Regions from separate parts of the Mus musculus genome. Here region 1 is linked to region 2. Evidence: chromatin contacts called from public Hi-C data. All regions are on one chromosome and are shown on one strand. Each heading gives the region's core, a stretch centred on a gene start, on an enhancer-like site or on the middle of the called end of the contact. The rest is flanking DNA. Distances are from core to core; before and after follow the strand shown.

The links. A called contact is a pair of places that touch in the nucleus more often than the background predicts.
Region 1: a Hi-C map of cortical neurons shows a contact between it and region 2, with 3 times the contacts expected there. The contact joins two enhancer-like sites. A contact is called at or near these places in 20 of 484 Hi-C or Micro-C datasets (the N1E-115 cell line, cerebellar granule neurons, cerebellum and 13 more) and 2 of 115 datasets of contacts at active chromatin or transcription factors (astrocytes and embryonic stem cells).

Annotation. Positions count from the first base shown.
Region 1 is chr1:175,597,660-175,603,464 of GRCm38.p6, reverse strand. Fh1 (fumarate hydratase 1) reads left to right here. Exons shown (of 10, transcript NM_010209.2): 10 at 1,899-2,087. The coding sequence ends at 2,041. Among named protein-coding and RNA genes, the nearest start is that of Fh1, 25 kb to the left of the region's middle. Within about 2 kb of position 1,469, at least 12 of the 459 cell types and tissues checked have an H3K27ac peak or open chromatin away from gene starts, as enhancers often do. A contact at or near this core is called in cortical neurons, where this site is marked.
Region 2 is chr1:175,028,523-175,034,959 of GRCm38.p6, reverse strand. No RefSeq gene overlaps it. Among named protein-coding and RNA genes, the nearest start is that of Grem2, 110 kb to the right of the region's middle. Within about 2 kb of position 2,694, at least 13 of the 459 cell types and tissues checked have an H3K27ac peak or open chromatin away from gene starts, as enhancers often do. A contact at or near this core is called in cortical neurons, where this site is marked.

The sequences.
Region 1 (5,805 bases), core at 220-2,719, 570 kb before region 2:
TTTTGTTTTATTCAATTCAAATATAGAATGTTACAAATTAAAAGGGAAAGATATATATTGGTGTTTATAGGGAAAGGTAAGAAAACTAAATGGTTTTTCTGAAACTATCTTTTGTGTTCCTAGTCTTTTCCTGATTTTAAGTGTTTTATGCAGACTTAGATTGCAGCTGACCACCACCACTGTCCATCCCATTAAGACATCTGCTCTGGCTTCCACGGGCTGTAGGCCATTGCTGTGGTCTGCTGCTGTGCAGGCCATCGCTGTGTAGATGGCATTGGGCTGCTTTAGAATGAGTAATGATACAATCTTGTATCATGATGCAGTTAACACTTTAGAATGTTCAATAATCCTGACCTTAGGGGGGCTGATATTATTCATGGTTTTATCTATCTATCTATCTATCTATCTATCTATCTATCTATCTATCTACCTACCTACCTACCTACCTACCTACCTACCTACCTATCTATTTTAGTTTTATAGAGTTGGTGAAACGATTTGACTCATTTAAAATTGTTACACACCAGCATTTAAGTCCGAAGGTCCAAAGCAACCCTAGAGGCTTGTGAGAGAAGTGCTTCACCTGACCTTCCTGTGTTGCCAACACTTGTAGGTTAGACGCCCTGTTCAAGCAGATGCCTGGGAAGCATCTTAGACTCTAGGACAGAGACACCCAAAGACCACGTCCCTGGCAAAAGTGCTTTATGATCTCGGCAAGAACCACCGCGCTGGCTGAGTGAGGCCTGGTCTGGGCTCTTAGTGGCTCTGTGATACACGAGGGTCGTACTGAGTACTGGTTTGTGTGGTGGGCAGGGACGCCTACGTTGTAGTCCTCATTCACACAAAAAGCACAGAAGACAGTTTGACCCAAGAGTTTAACGTGACCATTCTTTCTGCAAGTGACTCGGTTACTCCATGCCTGTGCCAGCACAGTGAACGTGCATAGGTTCAGCTAAGACTAAAGTGAAGCAGGCAGTTTGGTTGTGGTTGCAGCCAGACGTGTTCCAACCACACTGCACCACCTGGTTACCACATTGCCTCAGCAGGCCCCGCCCCCTTGGTCATAGTCCTCTGACTTTTAAGTTTACTTTGCCTCTGTCACTGACGTCATCGTCCTTGCCTTTGCCTTCTGTCAGTTTTCAATGTCAGAGCGACCTTGAGAATTTCTCGGTGCCAGCCGTCGTGTAAAAGCAGATGACTGTTGAAGTGAACCAGGGTCTCTGATGTTTTGCTTTTTGAGGCAGGGCTTGCTGTGTAGCCCAGGTTGAGACTCACTGTCATCCCCTGGATGCTAGGGTTACAGTGCATCGTCCTGCCTGGGTTGCCTGGCTTCCTTGGTGCCAATAGATATGTTGGCTAAAACTCTCCCCTCCTTATCCTTGTAATGCCTAAACCCTAAGCAGAAGCCAGGGAATGGCAGCCGGTGTGCTGGAGCACCGAGCAGAGCAGGGCTATGGGAACCATGGGAACTGGTTACCGCCGGTTACATAGCTGTCTGTTCCTACAACCTGCCGCAATGAACGTTTTAGTGCTGCCTTAGAAAGATAATTAATGGACAGCACAGCCAAGTGTGGATTTTATGCTGTGGTGCCTCTTCTCTTCTCTTCTCTTCTCTTCTCTTCTCTCTCTCTTTCTCTCTCTCTCTTTCTTCTTTTTAAATGTTTCTTTTAATTATTGGTCCATTTCAACAAATCTTGGATAAAATGAGGTATGCTTAAGTCTGTTTCTCAAGCAAATCAAGGTTGTATTCTATAGAAGACATGATAGTTATTGGCATGGTCACTTTATAGTTTTAAAATAGATTATGTTATGTAAGAGGCCTGTAACATCAGTATCAGTTGCTTTTTATTTTAGAAAAATTTCACTACTGATGTTTGTGTTGTGTGTCTTCCCTTCAGGGTATGACAAAGCAGCAAAGATTGCCAAGACCGCACACAAGAACGGATCAACCTTAAAGGAAACGGCTATTGAACTTGGCTATCTCACAGCAGAGCAGTTTGATGAGTGGGTGAAACCCAAGGATATGCTGGGTCCAAAGTGACTTCAATAAATTTATATTAAAATAAACTTAAGAAATTTACAAACAAGACCTTTTTAAAATTTAATTTAATTTTTTAACTTATTCACTTTATATCCCACTCACTGTCTCCCTCCCTGTCACTTATTTCCACAATCATCCCCCCACCCCCATCTCCCCTTCTTCTCTTTGCTGGTGGGGTCCCCCCTGGTATCCTCCCCACCCTGACACTTCAAGTCTGCGAGGCTAGGCACTTCCTCTCCCACGAAGGCCAGACAAGAAGGCCCAGCTAGAAGAACATATCCCACACACAGGCAACAGCTTTTGGGATAGCCCCCGCTCTAGTTGTTCAGAACCTACATGAAAACCAGGCTGCATGTTCTGCTATGTATGTGTGGGAAGCCTAGGTCCAGCCTGTGTATGTTCTTTTGTTGGTTTGGATTCTGAGAGTCCCAAGAGTCCAGGTTAGTTGACTCTGTTGGTCTTCCTGTGGAGTTCCTATCCCCTTTGAGGCTTACAATCTTTCCTCCTTTTCTTCCATAAGAGTTCCCAAGCTCTGTCCACTGTTTGGCTATGGGTGTCTCTGTCTGAGTTAGCTGCTGGGTGGAGCCTCACATGTTCCTATCTGTTACCATAACAGAGTAGCATTAATAGTGTTAAGGATTGGTGCTAGCCCATGGGATCGATCTCAAGTTGGGCTGGTTACTGGTTAGCCATTCCCTCACTCTCTGTTCCCTCCTGCGTGCCTGCATTTCCTATAGACAGGTTAAATTTTGGGTTGAAAGTTTTGTGGGTGGGTTGGTGTCTCTTATCGCTCCACTGGGGTTCCTCTCTGGATACAGGAGGTGGCTTCTTCAGGTTCCATATCCCCAATGGTGTGAATCACAGCTAAGATCACCTCCACTGATTCTTGGGCACCTCCCTTAAGACTGTTTTTAAATGAAAATGAGAACATTAAAGAGGATACTATGTATACTTGAGAATCTTTAAGCAGCAAATTAGTCATTTGCATGAAGCTCCAGGATTACAGTAAACTAAATCAGTGCAAAATAAAGTTTATTTTATAAAAGAAAAGGCAATAGACTAATTTTTATCTTATGCTAAATAACTTATATAGTCAAACCTCAGATATATGTGCATATGGGTTTATCACCTCAAAAGCTTTTTAAAAGAGCCATCAGTTTTTAAAGACTTAGTTTGTGGTTGGTAGTATGTCACAACTTTCACTGATACTAAAGTTCTTCTTATTGACTCATAAATCATGTCTCTGACTAGCTTCAATTTTCCTGTGTTCTTAGGGCACATGAGATGCCAAGGCCTTTTGAGCAAGGATGCTATATATATATATATATATATATATGTGTGTGTGTGTGTGTGTGTGTGTGTGTGTGTGTGTGTGTGTTTGTATGTGTATGGTATGTGTGTGTTGGTGTCAGGAAATAAGATCAATTAAATACCTGCTATACTACAGTTACAAAGAATGATATGCCTGGGCCAAGAATTCCTCAGTACTTGTTGGAAAAGTATACCATTAACTCTTCCGTAGCAATTCAGTCATTGCTTATATAGAAGACAAGAGTAATTAAAACTAGTCTTAAAGATGTGTTGGGAGATCATTCAGGCTTTTCCTCTCTCTCTCCCTTTCTCTTGTACTGGAGGTGGAAACCAGGTAGTACTAGATAGATACTGTCATTGAGTTCTGTCACCAGTCTCTTTACTTTTTTGGGACAAGGCCTGGGGGGGGGGGTGGTTGCCCAGTTTTCTTGAATTTGCTGTGTGGCCTGGTGTTGATCTTGCAGCCTCATTTCTTCTGAGTAGCTAGGATTGCAGGACTTAACCACAGTTGGCTGAATTCTAATTTGTTAAACTTTAGTGGACATTACAGTTTTTCTTTATTTTTATATATCCGGGTGTTTTCCTTGCATGTATATTGTGCACCATGTTCATGCTTAGTGCCCTGGAGGCCAGAAGAGAGCATTGGATTTCCTGGAACTGGAGTTAAAGATGGCTGAGTCACCACATGGTGCTGGGAATTAAACCCAGGTACCCTACTAGAGCAGCCAGTGTTCTTTATGACCAAACTATGTCTCCAACCGTAGGCCTTTTTATTATAAAGAGTTTTGTATTTCTCAGTGCTGGGGATTCACCCTGGGGCCTCAAGTGTGCTAGCCAGGCTCTACCACTGAGATACCTTCTCACCTATAGTGCTATATTTGCTAGTGGTGGATGGTGACACTACAATGCTACAGCTTGCTTTAGGATAGAGCATGGTTTCTCTTCATTCCTTTTTTAAAGAAAGGTTTTTATTGAAATTAATAAAAATCAGATTTTGTACAACCAAACTTGCAAATAACTGGTAGTTGTAAGAATTGCTGCTTTGTTGTGACCTGCATTCATTTAGATGTTAATGTCCACCTTGACAGGCTGTCTTTTGAGGGCTTGTCTAGAGATATAATGAATTAGGTAGTAAAGATAGCATCCGGCTCCTAGCTGCTCAAACAGCTTTTGTATGACTGACTCAGCCCAGTACCTTATAGGCCAAGGAATCCTTTGGATTGACAAACATCTCTGATGTTACTGAAGAAAATAGAATAGTACAGGGAAGCATCTTGGAAAGGCTTTTAGAATTCTCTGTTGGACGCTTGCATTGAAGGTTAACTTCATGCTTCCACTGGGAAATATGGGCTATGTGGACCTCTAGCAAAGTCCAGAGACATGAATGTCACATCTGTGAAAGGAATCTAATTGGTTGAAGCCAGAGAGATTGCTAAACATGATGCACAGGAGGCCTCATCCAATAACATCAGCCCCAAAAGCTCCATCCAAAAGCATTTGCCAGCTCCGAGACCATTCAGGCCCAGGTTTCCTCTGTTCCTTCCCTGTCTCCATGGTGCTAATAGGAGCGATCCTATTCCTGGTGAAGAAGGGGTGTGGTGGCCTGAGCCTTTAATCAGCCCCCTGAGGCAATGGGAAGCAGGATCTCCCTGAGGTCAAAGCCTGCCAGGACTGAATGGTGTGACTGAGTCTTGAAAAACAAAAAACAACAAGCAAACAGAACCAACATCAACAACACCACAAACTGCCAAAGCCTTGTACAAAAATGTCAAGCTTAAGATAGAGACATAGACAATCACTTCATACCTGGGGGCAAACCTGAAAGGCCAGGGCTTGCTCTTCCTTTCCAGTTTTCTTTATATAGTTTTTGTTTGTTGTTTGCGGTTTGTTGGTAGTTTTTTTCTTCATCCATATCTTGCTGTGTCTATGCCAGTCTCAAACTTATGATTTTTCTGCTTCAGTATCCTTAGTACTGTGATTGTAGCCACTTGTTTACCTTGTTCCACTTTTCATAAAGAGTTTTGTTGTTGTTGTTGTTTTGGTTTGTTTTCTCAGCAAAACATCTCAAAGGAAGAAAATCAGAGGACTTATAGGAACAGGTCCATGTGGACCTGTCAGTTCAACAAACAAACAGCATAGAATTCACAGAAAGCAGCACGTTTACTCATTTCCTAGATGCTTGGCCTGGCTGGCAGAAGTAAAATATTCATGAACACGAGAGACTTTCATGCTTAGACTTACTAACAACCATGCTCCTTCATGGCTATTTTCCTTTTTTCCTCTTTGACTATCTGGTCTGAGGTTATAGCAGGGAGAAACCCGAGAATCCAATGTAATGTTTTGTTCTTAAGAAAAATTTTCTAAAGACAAAATTAAAACTGCTAAGCCCAAACGATTCAACTTCTTGGACTGAATTTAGTGAGTTGACAAGTTTAACCTAACAGAACTTTCAT
Region 2 (6,437 bases), core at 1,445-3,944:
AGAGAACAGAATATAACTTATTTGAAGGGCTCTACTAGGGAAAAATGAAATTATGAGTGTATTATTTAATTTTCTTCTTTTGAAAGAAGCAGGGTCTTTGGGCTCAGTGGTACCAGAAACAATCACATACTGCTTCAATTAAAACCATATAGCAGCATATAAAGCTCATGAACACAGACCTCCTCCTTTGCAGTTCTTTCCTACCTCCTGGGGAGGCAACACTAATGCTTGATTTGTGGTCTTATTCCATCCTTTTCCTCTGCTTCCCTACATTTATACCAGTCTGTGTTGGTATAAGTTTGGTGAAAGAGAAAACAAGATCATACATGATATGATTGAATAACTTGATAACTTGTTTTCCTTTCAATTAATATAATAGGAACAAAAGGCATTTTAACTTGTCCCCAGCATTCAAGAAGTATGCATTATTTATGAACATGGATGCAAACATCTGAACTCCAATGATGGTTCACTATTATTTAATACATTACTATTTTCATCACATCAGTGAATCAAAGCGGACAGACCACATACCTCCTTTTGAAAGACGGCAAAAATTCTTTTGATAAAATTCAACAGCCATTTACAATTTTAAAATATTTCTCCATAAACTATAAACAGAAGGATATCTTCTTACCATGCTAAAAAAAACTTATGTGCATAGAAACCCAGCTAGTTCTTATTTGGAATGTCAGAATTCTCAGCTGAAAACACTCTGAAACAAAGGATGTGAGATATGGCCGAACATCCCTAAGAAATCAACTGAGAAATTATTTTAAGAGATAAAATACTTCATCAAGCTAATTATAAAAACTATGCCAAAGTCAAAGTGAGTCTTCCTCGTTGCTGTATAAATGGCTGCATATCTACAAAGAGGGATATGATGAGGAGTAGCACTAGAAAGACAAGATTTGAAAAATAAATTTTAAAAATGCCACTTTTATAAATAAAATCTATTTAACACAATAAAGTACTCTTTCTAGATGCATTTACTAAAAGATGGTGTTAATAAATGAGGAGGCGCATTATGTGCTTAGGTGCAATGGATTAGTCTTGGAAAAATTATATGTCTTTTCTAGGCAATCTACAAATTAATATAATTACCCAGGAGTCCTAATGGCTTTTAAACTACACTTGCTCCTTATACTCACAAACACTAAATGACTGAAGATGATGAAAACAAGTTAGAGAATGGAAGCTTGATGTAAGATTAAAAAACACAAATAAGCCGTGTTTCCAAACCCTAGCTCTATCTGGTATCAGTGCAGATTATAGGTAGAAATTGGTGTGGCAGAATGGGGAGTAAAAATAAATTCATGTGTAGGAACTGTTGCCTTAGAGGATACATATTGTTCATCTCAAGCTGTTAGAAAAAAAAAATCCATCACCCTGAGCAAACTATAAATCATAGATATTTCTTGTTCAGAAACCCGACAGACATGAAGTCAACATCAAGGCACCAGGAGATTTGGGGGGCATTTCCTCCTGTGCAGCACTTCGTTGATCCTTCCTACTAAATGAAAGGGCACAAAGCTCCCAAGTCTGATCAATGGGGGCAGCAGCCCATTCGTGAAAGCACAGTGGTATCTAGTCACCTCCCAGAGCCCCCACCTATAATACGCTTGTGGTCAGGCTTGTGAGGGAGAGTTTTACAAGGACACAACCATTCTGCCCAGAGAAAAATGAGGCTTTCCAGAGCCAGATATTAGGTATTAGTCAGTGAATTGGTTTTGTAATTACTATTAAAAAATAAGAGGGGGAGAGAAAAAGAGAGAGAGAGAGAGAGAGAGAGAGAGAGAGAGAGAGAGAGAGAGAGAGAGAGAGAGAGAGAAGCAGGGAAAAAGCAGAAAGGAGCCAAGAAAAGGAACAGGGAGGAAAGCACTTTGAATATCTCACTGACCACAGAGTATGCTGGAAGGAAGGACAGAGTAGTGCAGGGGACAGGAAAAATATTCTAAGAAGGAAAGGGTGGATGGATTTGGTTGAATAGAAATTCCAAGCTGCCTTTAGCGGAAAAAGAAACACATATAAATATTTGCAGTAAAAGAATGCACCCAGTGAATGTCATGGCCTTGGGCTCCTTGCATTCCAATGTCTGGCCCTAGAAAACCTCTCTTCTTGTCACACTATACTCTCAGGCCCTCACTACCAGATATCCTAGGCAGCTCTCCCCCAACAGGAGGTGCCATAGCCTTTCTGGAAGGGGACCTTTGTCCGCACATTAGCAATCGTTTTTTGCAGAACCAACATCCCAAACTCTTTCCCTTTTAGAAGCTTATGAAGAACTAAAGGATTTAGTTCTGAAAGAACTTAGTTCTCAGCAGTAGAGAATTGTGGGGGTTTTTTGGTTTAAGCATATCCACGAAACAAAGTATTATACTGTCATTTAAAATAAGGCTTTAGGAAAGAGATCGAATCCTGCTCCCTGACTGCTCATGGAAGATGAGCATTTTCCGTTTTCTTTAGTTCTGTTCCATGTTCTCTACTTGGAGGAAAAAAATAATGACCTGTATTCCGGTTGTGGGTTCTTCATTCCTCTACTTTTTGGGAGAGCAAATTGCCACAGTGTTTCGAGGAGTGTAATTTGGCAACATAAATAAAAATGGTGACAAGGGAGAGCAGATGAAGGTTTATGGTTGTCACAGTAACCAGAGGCCTGTAGCGCTCGCTCAGTGGCCGAGTCCTCCATATGTTATAATTAGCTTTACCTTGGGGCCATGAGATGGGAGCTAGTTCTGTACAAACGTGGGAAAAGCTGCTCATTCCCTGCCTGCTCCAAATGACCTAGCTTCCTGCTGTCACACAGAAAGGGACACTTAGACTCCACTGCCTAGCGTTTGCAGTCTTACAACAGTAGGCCCTGGGTTGAGCATCTAAAAACAAGCTATTTTCTCCCCTGGGGACTGAAGCATTTTGAGTTTTTCAGTGTATTAATATTTTATGTTTGCATAAAGGTCTTATATCTCAGAGTCTGCATTTCTGAACCTTTTTTTTTCCTTCCTCCCCCTTCTTTCTTTTCTTTTTCTTTCTGCTTTTAGAAATGCCAATTTGAATTTGGCATGTATTTAATAACATACAGAGACAGCGAAAAGAAAAAAATAACAATAATCCTTTGCCTGGACACAGCAGAATGAGGGCGGGCAGAGACTGGGAAAAAGCTGTAGGTTTTTGTTTGCTTGCTTGCTTGTTTGTTTTTCTTTTTCTTCTTTCTCCTCGGGAAAATAAGCTTGCTGATTAACATCAGGAAATATAGAAAGACTTAGAATTTCTGATGTTTTCGAATGATTGTCACCTTCATTTATACCTGGTGAAAGTATAAGAATGCACAGATTCCGAAATGAACAGGACACTTCCCTACCAATGCTGTAATTCTCTATCACAGAACAGGAAACTGGGCATCAGAGAGGTGTCAGAGCCCCCAGCAAATCGAAGCTGTCCGCTCTGAGATCAGGTCCTCTCCCCATTGACTGTAACTTAACGTGCTTTCCAGGGGGAGGGCAGGGTGATGGCTCCATTAGTAACATGCTTCCTGGGGAAGCAGCAGGAACTGGAACACATGGAGATGTGTGCCTGCAGTCCCAGTGTTGGGAAGGGACACGGGTGGATCCCCAAAGCCTGCTGGCAGCCAGCCTAACCAAACTCCAGGTTCCGTGAGAGGGACTGTCTTAAAAATTAAGGCAGACAGCATATATGGGAGATAGAGCATATGTGGGAGATAGAGCATATATGGGAGATAGAGCATATATGGGAGATAGAGCATATATGGGAGATAGAGCATATATGGGAGATAGAGCATATCTGGGAGATAGAGCATATCTGGGAGATAGAGCATATCTGGGAGATAGAGCATATCTGGGAGATAGAGCATATATGGGAGATAGAGCATATATGGGAGATAGAGCATATATGGGAGATACTTAGCATTGATGTATGCCTTCTGCTCCCTCCCTGCCTCTGCTTGGCCAGAGAACTTGTTTGCTTACAGACAATTCCTCTAGGCTCCTCCCAATAGTGAGTGACCTAGCAATGGCTTGCATCATCACCTGCCACCATTAACTGCCAGGGTGTGGCAGCCTATAAAGAGGAGTGTTTGCTACCCCAGCCCCCTCTGCCCTCTCCCCTCTCCCCTGTCCCTTCTCTTTCTCTCACCTCTCCCCTGTCATCCTCTCTCCTGTTCCCAGTATTTCTGACCACCCTCTCTTTCTCTGCTCTCCCTTTCTCTGCCTGTAACCCTTTTTCAGGTCTCCTCCCACTCCCCAAATGTCCTTACATCAGGTCTGCCTGTCACATGGTGTGATTTCTCAGGGGGACACCTTGTTGTGGGCCCACCCGGTACTCCTTCACTCCTGTGGTCACAGCATTAATGTTTCATAACAATCCACAATGTAGCAAGGCAAGGAGTGTTACAACTGTGAAACCTCCACTTCATTTAGTAACTAGAAGCGGGAGAAATCCTGGCACCACCCCTGCCTTTCACTCGGTGTCTGTTCCTCTGTGTGATCCTACACAGGCATAGTAGTCATGAAGGCAAGCCTGTCCGGCTGACCTAGCTCATCCCACGTTGGAGCTGAAAGCACCAAGATAAGTCATCACTGTAGACAGACAGTTATCCTGGATTCCAGGAAGAGTGGAACTTTGGAGGACTCACCATCTCCTACATCAGGACAATTCTCCATGCATGGGAGGCAGCGCCCTGTAACAAGAGTCACTATTGTGTAGAGAGGAGAATGAGTCCTTCTATTGAGTAAAGGCATGACAAAGTCTCCTTAGGACCACCTCCTCACAGAGCCAGATCTAAGACCACCCAGGCACATCCTGAGCGGGCCTGTTTAATTATGTTTAATCAATGCTTGCCTCTCATCCAGATTCTTCTGTTTAAACTTATCTTGAACTTGAACTTGAACTTGAAGATGAACTTACCTTGAAAACCTTTATCTGTAGCTGCATTGAATTCCTGGGAGGCCTGTTAGGACTGCTAATGCCTGGGCTTTTCCCTAAACTGTAAGACACTACTACTTCCTTATTCACACTTAAAGGAACTGAAGAGCCTCAGAGAAGCGGGAGTGGTTGGACAGTGTTGGGGAACCAGCACTGTTTCTTCTCCAGTCTCTGATCCCAGCTTTCTCATTCCACTGCAAGCTGTTCTACTATGGTCGCCTGTTATCTATTTATTGAATTATCTGGAATACAATTCTTTTAAAATGATATACAGAGGCTCGGAAGATGGCTTGGTGATTAAGAACTATGGTTACTCTTCCAGATGAACCAACTACAATTAGAATTCCAGCCAGCTCCAGGGAATCTGGAAATCAGTGAACACACCCATTCTCTCTCTCTTTCTCTTTCTCTCTCTCTCTCTCTCTCTCTCTCTCACACACACACACACACACACACACACACCAGAGATAATTAAAGCAAATAATAAACTAATCTTTAAAAACAGAAGTATATATAAGAACCCCCTCCAACACACACACACACACACACACACACACACACACACACACACACACACACACATACACGCACACACACATTTTGGAAATGAAACTCATTCCCTATTTCTGTGCTTTTTAAAAAAATCTATACATTTTTCAGAGCACGTGGCCAGATTTTGATCAATATCTACAGGTTTATTCTTTCCCCTCTATATATGGGTTTCATGTTTTTAAAACTTTCTTCTCCTAAATATATGTTATATGTCATCACCAAATGTTGCTGTGTCTCTAATTTGCTCAGCAACCGTCTTTGCTGGGAACGATGTCTTTAGCAGACTCTGTGTCTTTCTCCCCCTCAAGCTCAGGTGTGGAACAGCAGCTCATTCTCCCCTGACTTAATTGAATTGGCACCAGTTTCCCCAGAGACCACATTAACAGCACGCATCACTTTCTGGTACCCGGGTCCTGGTCATCAATCATAGGTTTCAATGTCTGCAGACAGGCGGAGCCAAAACCCCTGTTCAAAGGTGCAGAGCGCCAACTCCACACAGCAGGCCTCAGCTCTCCAGGACGGGCTGTGTGCTGTTTAGACGCTGTGGAATCTTGTCCTCCAGCCATGGTGGAGCCAACACCCTTCCCCCTCAAGGTCTGAGAACCTGTGCTTCCAGCAGTGTGCAGCCCTCCTGCAGAGTCAGCCTTGCGGGAAAGGCTTCCGCTTGGAAGGAGACAGGCCTGGAGCCTGCCTGCTGAGCTTGGGATTGATGGGACTGCAGCCCAAAGCCAAGATGAGTCTTTTACAGATTCATGGGGGGCGGGGTGGGGGTGGGGGCGGGTGTGTGGGTAGAGAATAAGACACGAAGGAGACAGAGACACAGAGGGAGACAAACAGATGAAAGACACAGGCACGTTGATAGGTGGACAAAATATAAATAACCCTGCCTAGGAAGGATTTAAGAACTATTTCTCATTAAGTTGCCGGAGGCAGGCAGAGGTTCTGAA